Linked DNA regions of Canis lupus: region 2 is linked to region 1. The links are chromatin contacts, called in public Hi-C maps. All regions are on one chromosome and are shown on one strand. The core of a region is the stretch at or near the end of the contact, and the rest is flanking DNA. Distances in the headings are between cores, read along the strand shown.

The links. Hi-C and Micro-C count contacts between places; a contact is called where the count stands out from the background.
Region 2: a contact with region 1 is called in a Hi-C map of amygdala, with 5 times the contacts expected there. The contact joins two enhancer-like sites. A contact is called at or near these places in 3 of 9 Hi-C or Micro-C datasets (amygdala, blood and skin fibroblasts).

The regions. Positions count from the first base shown.
Region 1 is chr8:71,265,970-71,268,732 of UU_Cfam_GSD_1.0, reverse strand. The region is part of intron 4 of CDC42BPB (serine/threonine-protein kinase MRCK beta); the gene reads left to right. Among named protein-coding and RNA genes, the nearest start is that of CDC42BPB, 54 kb to the left of the region's middle. Within about 2 kb of position 1,447, at least 4 of the 20 cell types and tissues checked have an H3K27ac peak or open chromatin away from gene starts, as enhancers often do.
Region 2 is chr8:71,486,026-71,488,788 of UU_Cfam_GSD_1.0, reverse strand. No RefSeq gene overlaps it. Among named protein-coding and RNA genes, the nearest start is that of EIF5, 19 kb to the left of the region's middle. Within about 2 kb of position 1,393, at least 10 of the 20 cell types and tissues checked have an H3K27ac peak or open chromatin away from gene starts, as enhancers often do.

The DNA.
Region 1 (2,763 bases), core at 198-2,697:
AAAAGACTAGTGAAAAAAAAAAAAAAAAAAAAGACTAGTGAGATTGTATACTTTTTTTTTCTAATCACTAGATAACCTGATTATTTTGGTCACTGGATTCATTACACTTAAATAAGCTGGGAGTAGGGACGCCTGGGTGGCTCAGTGGTTGAGCGTCTCCCTTTGGCTCAGGGTGTGATCCCAGGGTCCTGGGATGGAGTCCCACATTGGGCTCCCCGCAGGGAGCCTGCTTCTCCCTCTGCCTGTGTCTCTGCCTCTCTGTTTCTCATGAATAGATAAATAAAAAAAAAATCTTAAAAAAAAAAAAAAAGCTGGAGCTGTAAAACATTTTCCACCTTGAGTTATATATAGGAACAAGAGGGTGCTGTGGGGCTTATTACAGTGGCTCAGCTTTTAATGCCAAGCAAGTGGTCCACCTCTGCTGCTTGACAGCAGGCCTAGTATACTGCACTGGTTTGCAGTCTGCCCGGGTGAATGAGCTGGGCTTCCTGGGGCCTGCTGGTGTGGGTGTTTGGGGGACTCTTGTCATCCATTTCTTCTGACTTGAGCTGGCCTTACTTTTACTCTTGACCCAGCCCATCGTGTGATTCACAGGTATACTGGATATGAGTGTAGAGACCTGTTAAAGCAGACATGAGACAAGAGCTCACAAGTGAAGGGAAACTAAACATTTGGTCTCGGGCACTTTGAATTCCAAGAGTGGCTCTAGTTTTGCCTAAAACTAAAAATATCCTTACATGGATCTCTGGGTGTCAGGGCAAGCCCAGACCTCTGAGAAGTTGGTCTCTGCCTCACTCCTCCGGCCCACACCCGCTCGGCTCCAGCAGTGGCCACAGGGGCTTCAAGGGTCAGCACAGCCTCAGGGCAGGGACCCCTGTCTCCCTGAGCTTATCTTCACTAAAGTGATCCATTTCCTACAGCAAACCTTACAAGCAACGAAGGGTCTCTCTTAGTCATCTTAAGAACAATCTATTTCAAACATCAGAAAAGTCCTTTAGATTTGTTATACTCTTTATTTAGAATTTAAAATAGGGACATCTGAGTGGCTCATTTGGTTGAACGGCTGACTCTTGCTTTCACTCAGTCCTGATCTCCGGGTCAGCCTCTGCGCTCGGTGTAGAGTCTGCTTGGGATGTTCTCCCTCTTCCTCTGCTCTCCACCCCTCCCATCCCCCAGGCATGTGTGTGTCTTCACTGTCTCTCTCTCTAAAATTAAAAAAAAATTTTTTTTAATATATATACTTGTTTCTAGAGAGGGTGCCGTCATGTTTACTGAGCAAAGGCACGTGGGTCACCTCAGTACGTCCTCCCAGGGCCCCCTAGCTTAGACCTTCATGGTTGTCACTACCTTTTAAATGAGACATCTGGAGCAGAAGGGATGAAGTCATTTGCCCAGGGTTGTCACACAGATGCAGGGGCTGAGCAAGGACCGCAGCCTGGGGCTGTGGCAGGAAGTGGTGCTCGGTGTCCTTCCCCACAGACCGCAGAGTCCTGATGCCCTGGGGCCCTCTCCACATAGCCCCCCCCCCCCCCCCCCAGAGGGGACTGGCTCCAGCTCATTTCCGATTTGAATGAAGCTTCCGAGCAGTCTAGGCTATGTGGGTCTGTACAGAAGGAAAGCAACATGCCTTCCTGAGATCAGCATAGCATGTTGCAGTCTGAAATGTTAGATATTGCCAGGCTTATTCTGACCGAAGACAGTCAGTTAGGAATTCCAGCTGAGAAGCCATCTTCTGGAGTGTGTGGAGTTGCACAAATGGATGTGCAGTAGAAACTAAGGAGAAAGGAGGGCAGGGTTTTGGGGCTTTTTGGGTCCTCATACTGAGGTTGGTCAACCAGGATCTGGCTGCTGTCTCTGCTGCCCCCAAATGGTGCGTTTGAGCAAGTTCCTCCTCTCTGGGATGGTGGCAGTTAGCACTTTTGTGGGGCTTGTGAAGCAGGCCAGGCAAGCTGTGCTAGGTGTCCCTCGTCATGTGGATTCGTTGGGCTCCCTTGCAGTGCCAGGTCGTGTTATAATTTCTATAGTAGGTATCCAAACTTGGCCTGTCATAAACATTAAACCTGTTTCACCCGTAACTAGAAGGGCATTGGCTTACTTAGAATCCTGTGTTACATGGCAGAGGAAAGAATTGGTTTAGTTCTTATTCCAAAAACAAATGTCTACGTGTCTGCTTTAGAAGCTCTTACAGTTTACTTTTCTTACAGATTCGTTTTCCAGGAGCCTATCAATCACATAGGCTACTGTACTATATTTTTCTTTTTCTTTTTAGATTTCTAGGTAGACCTGGAAACCGTTGAGATTCAGCTAGAGGTGGTGCTTGACTTATTCCTCCTGCTTTCTTTAGAGGCTGCAGAGTTTGGCTGTTCATTCACCTAGTCTCCCCTCACCCCGTGCGTGTCTGTCAGCAGGTGCTCTGGTCTTTGCCTCCATGTATCTATGATATCTACTCCATCCTCTCTGCCCTCCACAGTGCCTGTCAGCCTCACCTCCTGCCTGGACCCCCAGGCCTCCCAGCCCCTCTTCTGCTCTTGGCCTTCATTCTCTAGTCTCCTCTTCCTGGGCAATCAGTGAAGACTTGTAAAGTAAATCAGATTGCAGCTTCCTAGCCCTTAGAGTGGGGCCTGGCCTCACCCCCACTCCTTGCTTCTTCTGTGGTTAGTGGTCTCTGAAATTATTGTGACTATACGCATGCTTACTTATAGTCTCTGTTTATCCCCTTGATGTCAGCTCTGTGGAGGAGCACCCCTTGCCTTAGAGGGCTCA
Region 2 (2,763 bases), core at 144-2,643, 220 kb before region 1:
TGACATTCTAGGTAGGGCTCATGTCCCGAGATCCCTCATCCCAGGCAGAAGCTTCTCCAATGCCTGTCTCTTCCTGACCAAGGAACAGGGCTGGACCAGGAGCCTCTGTTTCCACATTTCCCCACAGACTTTGGTGGAGAGGAGGCTGCACCCACACCTTTCACCCAGTAAGGCTGCGGGCTGAGGGACTGCCAGACCTGTGCCCTTGGCCCTGGTGAGGGAGTCTGCTCATTTGAGCTCAAAGTCCTCCCCGCTTGCAGATTCCAGTGATCAGTGTTGACACCGAGCGTGCACGGGGGCAGTGATGGAAATGTGTTCAGGACTATGGGTCACAGTCAAAAGTCTGAGCAGCTCTCCTTAACATTGATTGTGTGTGCATGTTAGGGGGTGTGGGGGGTGTGGTTCCCCTCCCTAAAGTAGGGACCTTTCCAGCAATTCCCTGGAATGATCAGGCAAAGGCTAGAAGAATTGCTTGGGCTAAGTCTCCCTTGGTTATAATTCCTATGTTGCAACCTCACCCCCAGGGTGAGGTATTGGGGGGGAGTGTTTGGGGTGATTAGGTTGTACAGGTGGAGCCCCATGACTGGCTCCAGAGAGCCCCCAAACTCTTCCTCCACGTGAGGACACAGAAATGACGGCTGACTGTGAATCAGGAAGCAGCCTTAGCAGACACCACCTCTGCTGGTGCCCTGATCGCAGACTCCCAGCCTCCAGAACTGTTGCTGAGCAGCCCCCCAGGCTGGGGTGTTCATTATGGCAGCCCGAACTAAGGCAGGCGAGTAGGCCCCACAGTGATCACCTGCCCCCTTTGCCTGGGATGCAGGGCTTTGGTGGCTAAACCCGGGTTGAGTTTGTCCCTCCTGTAGGCCTCAAAATACGGTGGAGATGTTTCAGCTTAGAAAGCTTCTGTGAATCTTGGAGACATTCTGGGAGTCTGTAAAGCAGATTGCTCCAGACTTGGCCACCCGGCTTCCCTAGAACCCTGGTGGGAGCCGGGCATGTAAAGGCTGGCTGCTGCGGTCTGGGACTCTGGATGCGAGGTGCTGTCACCGACCCTGGCCCTGGGACCACTGCTGTGGCCTGGCAGAGCAGGACCCGCCAGAGCTGGCTCCCCCAGCTCACCCAGGCCTTCTGCGGCCTCCAGCAGTTCTCAGACAGGGGAGCCTGCCTCTCCCGCTGCCTGCGTCTCTGCCTCTCTCTGTGTCTCTTATGAATGAATAAATAAAATCTTAAACAAAAAATTCCGCGTTGATCGGGCTGTCCCCTGTTTTCCGAGGGGAAGGCCTCAGTCCCGCGCTGGGCCTCACCTGCGCCGAGGTGCCCCCCGGGGCAAAGCGCCGACCGCCAGCGGACACTTCCAGCGCCGGCCACCAGGTGGCGACAGGCGGCCGCGGCTCTCGGAGCGAGGCTGCCGCCGGGACCGCCCGAGCACGAGCCCCCCGCGCAGGTCCCCGCGACCCTGGCGACCCGGGGCCCGGTCCTCTCGCCGGGTTCCGCCGCCGTCTGCGGGGCCTCCGGGCCTGCGGCGCCGCCCCGGGCCCAGCCCTCGCCTCCCCGAGCCCGGCGGGGCCGCGGAGCCGGACGGAGGCGCCCTCGGGGGCGGGGGCTCGGCGGGCTCTGCTCCCGGGTCTGGGTCTGGACGTGCCGCGCGGGGACTGCTTAGAGCGGGGCCGGCCTGACCCTGCGGGGGGCGCTGAGCTCGGCGCTTGCCTCTCAGTAGGGTCCCCCTCCAACCCCCTCCCTCCGTCCTCATCTCCTGGGTCGGGGTCCCCCCTCCAGCCCCCTCCCTCCGTCCTCATCTCCTGGGTCGGGGTCCCCCCTCCAACCCCCTCCCTCCTTCCTCATCTCCTGGGTCGGGGTCCCCCCTCCAACCCCCTCCCACCTCCTCCCTCCATCCTCATCTTCTGGGTCGGGGTCCCCCCTCCAACCCCCTCCCCCGTCCTCATCTCCTGGGTCGGGGTCCCCCCTCCAACCCCCTCCCACCCCCTCCCTCCATCCTCATCTCCTGGGTCGGGGTCCCCCCTCCAACCCCCTCCCACCCCCTCCCTCCATCCTCATCTCCTGGGTCGCGGTCCCCCCTCCACACCCCTCCCTCCGTCCTCATCTCCTGGGTCGGGGACCCCCTCCAACCCCCTCCCTCCATCCTCATCTCCTGGGTCGGGGTCCCCCCTCCACACCCCTCCCCCGTCCTCATCTCCTGGGTCGGGGGCCCCCCTCCAACCCCCTCCCTCCATCCTCATCTCCTGGGTCGGGGCCCCCCTCCAACCCCCTCCCTCCATCCTCATCTCCTGGGTCGGGGTCCCCCCTCCAACCCCCTCCACCCCATCTCCTGGGTCGGGTCCCCCCCTCTAACCCCCTCCCTCTGTCCTCATTACCTGAGTGGGGTCCCCCCTCCACACCCACCCCTTCCCCCGCGTCCTCTCCCTTGCCCTGGTGACAGTGTCCAGGCTGATGGAACCTGCCAGAGGAGGAGGAGAGGCCGCGGGCTTCCGGGGTGGCGTCCACGGGCTGGGAGTGGATACTGCAGGCCTGGCCACTCACTGCTGCTGCCTGGGAGGCCACCGCCTGTCCCTTCCTGGCCTCTGGGGGCTCCACCCGCAGTGAGCTCTTCCACCTGGGGCACGGACGGACGGGGTAAGGATGGGAGCATCTGTCCCGGGGCTGGGCCCCCCACCGCGTTTCTCTAGGATTCCAGGAGACAGAAGGGATCTTGCTGTCGCCTCTGTCCTCAGGACTCAGGACCACGACATGAAGAGCCTCTTG